Linked DNA regions of Oryctolagus cuniculus: region 2 is linked to region 1. The links are chromatin contacts, called in public Hi-C maps. All regions are on one chromosome and are shown on one strand. Each heading gives the region's core, a stretch centred on a gene start, on an enhancer-like site or on the middle of the called end of the contact. The rest is flanking DNA. Distances are from core to core; before and after follow the strand shown.

The links. A called contact is a pair of places that touch in the nucleus more often than the background predicts.
Region 2: a contact with region 1 is called in a Hi-C map of an unstated tissue, with 5 times the contacts expected there. The contact joins the promoter of PCDH17 here to the promoter of LOC100357840 in region 1. A contact is called at or near these places in 2 of 6 Hi-C or Micro-C datasets (embryonic fibroblasts and an unstated tissue).

Annotation. Positions count from the first base shown.
Region 1 is chr9:52,834,034-52,838,756 of mOryCun1.1, forward strand. It overlaps LOC100357840 (cytochrome c), which reads left to right and starts at 1,844. Exons shown (of 1, transcript XM_008262288.4): 1 at 1,844-2,754. The coding sequence starts at 1,919. The coding sequence ends at 2,236. All of the region lies in intron 19 of DIAPH3 (diaphanous related formin 3), which reads left to right.
Region 2 is chr9:55,415,880-55,420,724 of mOryCun1.1, forward strand. It overlaps PCDH17 (protocadherin 17), which reads right to left and starts at 2,401. Exons shown (of 4, transcript XM_070048407.1): 1 at 1-2,401. The coding sequence starts at 2,321.

The DNA of each region.
Region 1 (4,723 bases), core at 594-3,093:
TGTCTGCCAAAAATATTGCATACTTCCCAAAGGTTGGCTTCTGTAGAGTGGAACCTGACTTTTATTTGTATGACTGCATTTCTTATATTCTCAGAGTGTCTTTGATCAATAAGCTATTAGGTAAAATCACTGTGTTCACAGTGACATGGTTTAACTGTGAGACATGATTTATGTAAATATGCAATGGGATCAGAAGGTTAGCTGAAATTTGGAAAGAGTCCTAAAAATTTGCATTTGAAGCTTGGTATAGTAGACTTTCTTTGATTAAAAATTCTAGGTTTTTCAGTATTTGTCTCAATGTTATTTAATTTAGTTAAGCAGCCTGTTCTTCAAAGGAATCCAACATTTATAGGAAGATTGAACTGAACAAATGTCCTTGTCTTGTGCTGTATTTTGTTATGCCACCATTTGGTGTCACTGTAGGGCAGGACTTTTAAACTGTGTAGTAGAAGCCTCCTTTTAATTTAATGAAAAAAAGTAAGAAGTTCATGCATATCTCTGCATTAAAAATGCCTTGTTTTAAAATATACCACAGTATTCTTGTTGTAAAATATTCAAATAACATAAAAATACTGAATATAGTACAGAAGTCTTATGTATCCTACTTTCTTCTCTGTATTCCAACAAATTATCATTTTTAACAGTTTGTTGCACTTTGAATACTATTTTTGTTTTTACTAAGGTATGTATATTCATCTGCATGTTGAAAGTACATTATTCTGGGGGCCAACATCATGGCGCACTAGGTTATCCTCCAAAAACTCCTGGCTCCTGGCTACGGATCGGTGCAGCTCTGGCCATCTGGGGAGTGAACCAACAGAAGGAAGACCTTTCTCTCTGTCTCTCTCTCACTGTCTATAACTCTACCTGTCAAATAAATAAATAGAAAGTACATTATTCTGAAATTTTTTGCCATATATTTTAAAGATTTTTTTGTGTTGTGGTATTTAAGAGTTTAATTCTTGTATTCATAGCTCATATTATGTTTTTTTTTTCCATCTTAATCATGGTATTAATGAAGGATGCTTATTCCCAGCACTGAGGGATTTTTTAGTAATTCTGAATGTATCTTTGTGTGTGTATTGGTAGGCAAAGTATCACAGATACGAGCATAATCTTGATAGCTTTAGATCTTTTCTGTACCTCTCATTAACTCAATGATCTTGAATAGTTGTTTTGTATCTCCGTTTCCTTATTTATGAAATGGGACTCTATTAGTTTTCCACGGCTGGTATAACAAATTACCACAAGTTTAGCTCCTTAGAACAACACACTTTGTTTTTTTTTACACAATCTGAGGCTCAGAAGTGCAAAATGGGTCAGCCAGGCTACATTGCTTTTGGGGGCTCTAGGAGAAGAATTTGTTTCCTTACTTTTTTCGCCTACAGTCTGGTCATACTCCTTGTCCCACAGTGGAGTAACACTCTGATTTCTACTTTTGTCATGACTCCTCTCTCTCCTGCTTCCCTCTTAAAAGGAATTACTCGGTGATATTATGTTGTGCCTTCCCAGATAATGCAGAATAATTTCCCCATTTCAACGATTTTTGGTCACATGTGCAGTGTATCTTTTGTCATGTAAAGTAACATATTCAAAAGTTTCAGGCATTTAGAATTTGAAATTGAAACACTTATTATATATTTGTTGGCTATGTATTTCTTTTTAGAAGTGCCTATTAATGTCTGTTTTGTTTTCCTGTTGCCTTTTCTTTCTGTATAGTTTGTAGGAGATCCACATAAAATTTATATTCCATTCCTTTGTAAATATCAGCACGTTTCTTCCCTACTTGTCACTTATTTTTCCATTTTTAATTTTGATGATTGGTTTTAAAAGTCGATTGAAATCGGCTTAGAGAGCGGGACGTCCAGCTTCCTAGTGCGGTCCTTTGGGGCGCGAGCTACTAACGAGCGAGTTAAAAATGGGTGATGTTGAGAAAGGCAAGAAGATTTTTGTTCAGAAATGTGCCCAGTGCCACACTGTGGAAAAGGGAGGCAAGCACAAGACTGGACCAAATCTCCATGGTCTGTTCGGGCGGAAGACAGGTCAGGCCGTTGGATTCTCCTACACAGACGCCAACAAGAACAAAGGCATCACCTGGGGAGAGGACACGCTGATGGAGTATTTGGAGAATCCCAAGAAATACATCCCTGGAACCAAAATGATCTTCGCTGGCATTAAGAAGAAGAATGAAAGGGCAGACTTGATAGCTTATCTCAAAAAAGCTACGAATGAGTAATAGCTGGCCACTGCCTTATTTATTACAAAACAGCAATGTCCCGTGACTTTTTTTATGTGCACCATAATTTAATTCTCATACACCAGAATTCAGATCATGAATGGCTGACAAAATATTTTTGTCCAACAGTCTAATATTGCCTTGTGTGGTTAAATAGGAAATTTTGGTAGTAATTCCAGTTCAGTGAATGCCCTCACTGTTTTCCCCTTCTAAGGATATGATTGGACTTAACTAACAAAACTTGTCAATGCCATACCAAAACCTGTTGGGAGATTGGATTTAGATTTAAATGCTGGGGAAATTGCCTCACTGTCTCAGAACTGAACGAGATTCCCTTGTTCTTTACCTACCTAAGGCAAGAGCTGAAGACATTTGGAAACGTCTACTTCGTATTTTTGGTCTTAGCTGTGGCAATCTCATTAGAATTTCCTGTATCTAAACTTCTGCCTTTTACTTACTGAAAGGCATTTTAGTGTGGTTTATGCATATCAAATAAAGAATATTTAACACTTCTCACATTTTATAGATGATCTGTAAGGTCAGGTGCTTTGAACGTCAGCATGACCAGGTGAAGTAACAAGTTACACTTGCTGTTGAATTCTTTACTACCTTAGACTGAGTTAGAATTCAGGATTGTCTATAAGCAGCCATTTGGAAACACATAACACTGAGGAGCTACTGCATATTTGTGTTTAGTAATGGTGCTTTTGCCAGCTCATGGAAGGACTAAGGTAGAGGAGATACCATCAGCACAAAACCTCTAAAATATGTGATCACAAGACTTAAGAGAATTAAAAACAGAATTATAGATCATGAAAAAAAAAAAAAAAGTCGATTGAAATCAAGAAGACCCTGTGACTCAGTTACTGATAGAGGTGTGTTCTGTTCTTAATCGGAGCATGGAAAGTAGCAGTTGCTTGGTGTATTCTTGAATTAGATTATATGGAGAGTCTCTGCAGGGATGTGAAATCCAGAACAGAATACTACTTGGATACCCTCTTTGGCTCTTTAAACTCTCTCAGTTGCTTCCTCAAACTTCCACATCAATGTCCAAAATTCCTAGAAGTGTGATCAACCCTAAAAAAAGAAAAAGCTTCACTGAAGTATAACTAACATACAATAAGCAACCCATAAAGGAAAGAATTTGTTCATGGAGTACAGTTGAGACAGTGAACAGACTCAAAATTCCCAAATGTTCCTTCTGGACCCTCTGTTATCTACCCCCTCCCTCCCTCCCAACATCAGGCCTTTTCATGTAGGAATTGCTGTGGTCCACTTGCACCTCATCCATCTTTTTTTTTTTTTTTTGACAGATAGAGTTAGACAGTGAGAGAGAGAGAGAGAGAGAGAGAGACAGAGAGAAAGGTCTTCCTTCCATTGGTTCACTCCCTAAATGGCCGACATGGCCAGCACTGCACCGATCTGAAGCCAGGAGCCAGGTGCTTCTTTGCAGTCTCCCATGCGGGTGCAGGGCCCAAGGACTTGGGCCATCCTCCACTGCCTTCCTGGGCCACAACAGAGAGCTGGACTGGAAGAGGAGCAACTGGGACTAGAACTGGCGCCCATGTCGGGTGCCGGCACCACAGGTGGTGAATTAACCAAGTAAGCCACAGCACCAGCCTCATCCATCTTTTTCTTTTTGTTGAAGGCACCATGCTCATGTATCTCAATGTGCTTTCTTTCCCATCTCTCTCTCCTTTGAGAAAGGCTTTCTGGACGTCTTTCCCTGTAGTGTCTATTGTTTTCTTCAACATTCAGTATCCTCCTTTTTTTTTTTTTTTTTTTTTTTTTTTTCTTTTACCCTAGTACCCTGTTCATATCAACTAAAAGGTAAACTATTGTCTTTACTTATTTCCTGAATTTTTTGTTGGCTGGAATCATGTTCATTTTTGTATTCCAAGCACATGGCATAGCTTCTGGCCCATGATGGTAATATGATATTGGTTAAGTGAATGTATGAAATAATGAAGAGATAAACAGCAAGGATGGAAAACATTTAGTAAGAATAATAATCTTTCTGGGGCCGACGCTGTGGTGCAGTAGTTTAATCCTCTGCCTGTGGTGCCGGCATCCCATATGGGCGCCGGTTCAAGTCCTGGCTGCTCCTCTTCCCATCCAGCATATCTGCTATGGCCTGAGAAAGCAGTAGAAGATGGCCCAAGACCTTGGGCCCCTGCACCTGCATGGGAGACCCAGAAGAAGCATCTGGCTCCTGGCTTTGGATTGCTTCAGCTCCGGCCGTTGCAGCCATTTGGGGAGTGAACCATTGGATAGAATACCTTTCTCTCTGCCTCTCCCTCTCTCTTTCTGTAACTCTTCTTCTCAAATAAATAAAATATTAAAAAAAATCTAAGAATCATTTTAAAAAGAAAAATGAATTTTTCAAATAATCATTTTAATCTTTGTTTAAAAATGAACTAATGATGTCTTTGAATGTCAATATGTAATTTTAGAAATAGATTCCAAAAGCAATACCTTTAGATATAA
Region 2 (4,845 bases), core at 1,151-3,650, 2.6 Mb after region 1:
ATATCGTTCTTGTTGATCTTCTTCTTCTTGCCCTTGCCCCCGCCCAGCTGCGGGTGGCTGTACTCGGCGATGCGGCAGTTGTAAGTGCGGATCTCCTTGTTCTCGCGCTTGCACTTGACGGCGATGGTGATCATGGCCGCTAGGAGGATGATGGAGATGGTGCTCAGAGTCACGATGAGCGGCAGCGACATGTCCCAGTGGTGCTGCTCGCCGTTCACCCGGGGCACCCCCTCGGGCAGGGAGCCGCTCACCGAGCGGATGATGAGCTTGGCCACTGCGGACAGGGTGGGCTTGCCGTGGTCCGTCACTTTCACCACCAGCTCCACCACCGGCGTCACATCTTCCCAGAAGGGGTGCAGCGTGCGGATCTCGCCGCTGGACGGGTCGATCTCGAACAGGTGGTCGTCGTTGCCGTCCACGATCTCGTAGGTGAGGCGCCCGCTCTCGCCAAAATCGCTGTCCAGCGCGCGCACGGTGCTCACCAGGTAGCCCAGGCCGGCGTTGCGCGGCACCTGCAGTTCGGCCGTGTCGTTCTGCAGCGTGGGCAACACGATCACGGGCGCGTTGTCATTCACGTCCAGCACGGTCACCCTCACCGTGGCGTTGCTTTCCAGGTGCGCGGGCGCCCCCGAGTCCTTGGCGAGCACCTTGAACTCAAAGGCCTTGGTCTGCTCGTAGTTGAAGGAGCGCAGGGCGTAGATGGCCCCGTTGGTGGGGTTGACGGACACGTAGGTGTAGATGGACACGTCGCCGATGTGCGAGGGCAGGATGGAATAGGACACCGTACCGTTCTGGCCCAGGTCGGGATCCTGGGCGAGCACGGAGCCTAGGTATTCCCCGGGAATGTTGTTCTCGTGCACCTGCAGCACGTAGAGCCCCTTGGTGAACCGAGGCGGGTTGTCGTTCTCGTCCAGGATCTTGACCGAGAACGACTTGGTGGAGTTGAGCGGAGGCGAGCCCCCGTCCCGAGCCACGATGGTCACGTTGTACTCGTCCTGGGTCTCCCGGTCCAGCGGGCGGTCAGTCACCACTGTGTAGAAGTTGTCATAGTTCTCCTCCAGCTTGAAGGGGACGGGACCCCCGGGCCCGCCCAGGCCGCCGCCGCCGCCGCCGCCGGTCCCTCCGCCGCCCAGCACCCGACACTGCAGCTGCCCGTTCTTGCCCGAGTCCCGGTCGGTGACCCGCACCAGGGCGATGACCGTGCCGGGCGGGGCTGCCTCGCTGAGCGCCCCCTGGCGGACGGAGACGAAACCGATGGACGGCGCGTTGTCGTTGCGGTCGAGGAGCTTGACCGTGACTTTGCAGTGGGCTGGGATGGGGTTCGGCCCCAGGTCTCTGGCCTGCACGTCGATCTCCAGCATCCCGTTCTCCTCGTAGTCCAGGTTGCCCTTCACGCGGATGAGGCCGGTCTTGGGGTCGATGGAGAAGAGCTCCCGCACGCGGTCGGGGACGTAGCTGCTGAAAGAGTAGAGCACTTCGCCGTTGGGGCCCTCGTCGGCGTCCGTGGCGTTCAGATCGATGACCACGGTGCCCAGCGGAGCGTTCTCAGGCAGTTCCACCAGGTAGGAGGGCGCTTCGAAGACCGGGCTGTTGTCGTTGGAGTCTATCACCTTCACGTTGATCTGCATGGTGGCGGAGCGCGGCGGCTCGCCGCCGTCCAGGGCGGTCAGCACCAGCGTGTGGTGGCTCTGCTGCTCGCGGTCCAGGGCCTTCTGAATGACCAGCTCCGGGAACTTGGTGCCGTCGCCGCGGGCCTTGACGTCCAGGGCGAAGAGGCCGTGGTCGTCGCGCGTGAGCAGGTAGGTGCGGAGCCCGTTTTCGCCCGCGTCCGGGTCGTGGGCGCTGGTGAGCGGGAAGCGGGTGCCGGGGGCCGCGTTCTCCGAGATGTCCATCTCGATCTGGTCCGACGGGAAGGACGGAGCATTGTCGTTGATGTCCTGGATCTCCACCTTGATCATGCAGATCTCCTTGTCGTTGGCGAACACCTCGAGAGACAGCTGGCACCTGGCGTTGTGGCGGCACAGGGACTCGCGGTCGATGCGCTGCTTGGTGTACAGGAGCCCGCTATCTGCGTCCACGTCCAGCAGGTGCGGCGCCGAGTTCTCCAGCACCCGGTAGCTGCCCGACTTGCTGCGCCCGCCGCTGCCGCCGCCGCCGCCGCCGCGGTCAGCCGGCGTTAGCCCGGGCTGCAGTCGGGCATCCTTGCCGATGTTGCCGATCACTGTGCCGGCCCCTTGCTCCTCGGGCACGGAGTAGTTGAGGTTTTTGAGCGTCAGGGCAGGGGCCCATAGCAAGAAGCAGCAACAGATGGAAAGGTACATCCCAGATCGGTGGGGTGCGGGCAGGAGCAGCCGGACTTGGAGGGGCGAGCCTGTGGGGGTGCGCGCCAGCCTCGGGGGCCCCGGGCGAGGCGAGCCCGGAGTCTGTGGGTCCTTCCTTCTTCCTTCCGCACCCCGGGCTGCGGCACCAGGCAGAGTCTCTCCTTATTCCGCTCAAGTTCCCCGAACCTGTTGATCTACAGCATCCGCACTGGCCGAGAGCGGCGGTGCAATGAAGCTGCAGGGGGCTTGGAGCGAGGCGGCGGCGGCTCCCTGCGGCTTGGGGGGCGAGCCCGGGGCTTTGTCTCTGCCGCTCGGACTTCGGGAGGCTCAAACTTGCGCGATGAGGACGGCGATCAGAAGGGAATCGAGGCTGGGAGGGCTGAGAAGGAGCGGAAGGCGCGGTGGGCTTTGCTCGCTCCCGCTGGGGCGCCGCCGACCCTCTCCCGCCGACAGCCTGCGGAGGAGTCTTCCCATCGGGTGGGGGCGGGCGCGGGGAGGTGTGTCTGCGGGCAGATCGGAAAGTGAAATCCTTGCTCGTTACTCGCCTCCCGCGATGGAAATGGATGGGAATGAGCCGCGCCGAAGCGGCAGTCGCTGATGTATGTTTGAATCTTCCTCGGAGCGCCGTGAGATGTCTGCTCGCCGCGCAGGCTGGTCTGTGTTCAGGCAGTGTTTTGCTGCATTTAGAGATCTAATCTTGCATTGCTGGCTGAAGCCACGGCGGCGGCGGACTGCATCTCCCAGCCGAGCGGATCTCTCTCTCTCTCTCCCTCTCGCTCGCTTCTCGCTCTCTCTCTCTCTCTCAATGCAGCGCAAAGAACTAGTGTCCCGATGTGTAGTTTCCTCCCCCTACCAGGCTCCGCCCTCTCTTCCTCGGGAAAGGCTCTCCCCTAAAATCCAGAAAGCCACAGCCTCATCAGCATTTGCTGTGTGCGTCTATATGGGGCGGCGGGGGGGGGGGGGGATATATAGATGTCTCTCCGCCTCTGTTCGTAGAACACACTGCGATTTCTCCACGCCGAGCCAGCCGCCGCCGCTACCATCCCATCCTCTCCCCCGCGAGCCAGGACTTCTCCGCAAGCAGTTTAATTCCAGTTTGCCGTTCTTCCCAGGCGAAAGGAAATCAACAGGCAACTCATGGCTGGACGTGCAGATCTGCAGGGGGAGGGGCGGCCGAATGAAGGGAAGGGGGAGCCCCCTCCCAGCCCTCGCGCACACACACCCTCCCTGTCTCCGCTAGAAGGGAAACAGGCTCCGCATTCACAGGGCTGGGCTGTCAAGTGCCTCTCTCTCCTTGCAATTCAGCACCTCCTTCCAGGGGCCCAGCCTCCCCGTCCTCTTCATCTAGAAAGGAAAACCTTGGCGACGAATAAAAGGGGTGACTATTTGAAACGAATAGCGTGCAGGTTTTCTTTTTTTTTTCTTCTATTTTTTTTTTTTCTTTAATCGTAGGAGGAGTGGGCTGGAGGCAAGGAGCCCATCGGGGTTCGGCGTGGTGCGTCCTGCAGTCTCGCTTTCACACAGGCGCCCTGGGCGACTCGGGCGGGCAGGGGGCGCGGGGGGCGCCGGCCCCGGGCAGCGACCGCGGCGGGGACGCGGGACCCAGCTCTGCGGGTTATTTCTGGTGTTCGAGGCGCCTTGACCTAGGGGAATGACACATCCAGAAATGCAGGTGTTCGGATCCGCCGGCTGAGTCAGAAGCGGCGGCTCAGTCCTCGCCTCACAGACCTCAGTGGCGGCTTCTTCCTAACGCTTTCTCTGACTCACTCTATAGAAAGAAAAAAAACCAGATTCGTGTTTGGGGGATTAAAAAAGCAGCAGCAGCGGCGGCGGCGGCGGCGGCAGCGAGAGAAGAGGCGGGAGGGAGGAAGGCGGAGCTGAATCCAGCAGCACTTTTACTCTACCTCTTTCTGCCGGAGTCCGAGGTGCTGGAAAACAAGGCGTCTGCTTTGCTAGAGGTACTTATTTATTTATTTGTTTTTGAAAAAAAAAAAATCTTTCCTCTTGGTTAGGCGTGAGACACCTCAGAGTGCCAGAAAAAGAAAAAAAAAATCAGGCTTCCAGAAATTGCTCACAGCTTAGCCCCGCACCACAGTTCGAGATTTCTCTCTCAGTGTTGTCTAGTCACAAAGTCCGGCATCGGTGGGCATAGTTAATTGTGCAGTCTGCTGTGGAGGATTTTTTTTTTTTAATTCCTCCTTTTCTGTCACGGGTGGTCTCTTTCAGTCTGGTGCCTGTCAGGATCACCCCAACGCCTGAGGAAAACGTGCGGATTGCAAAGCGAATAAATCCATCTCCGCAAGCGAAGCGGCGGAGGGGTGAAAGGCGGAAATTCAATTCAACAGTTGGAGGAACGTCTCCTCAGCCGCCCTGGGCCGCTGCCGCAGCCGCCGGGCGCTCTCCCCAGCGTCTCTCGCCGACTGACTATTCACCTCACGCCGCCGCTTAAACATTGATACCGATTCCCTGCCAGCCAATCCGCCCGAGGAGAAAGGCCCCGCCTCCTCGGCCCGCGCCCAATAGG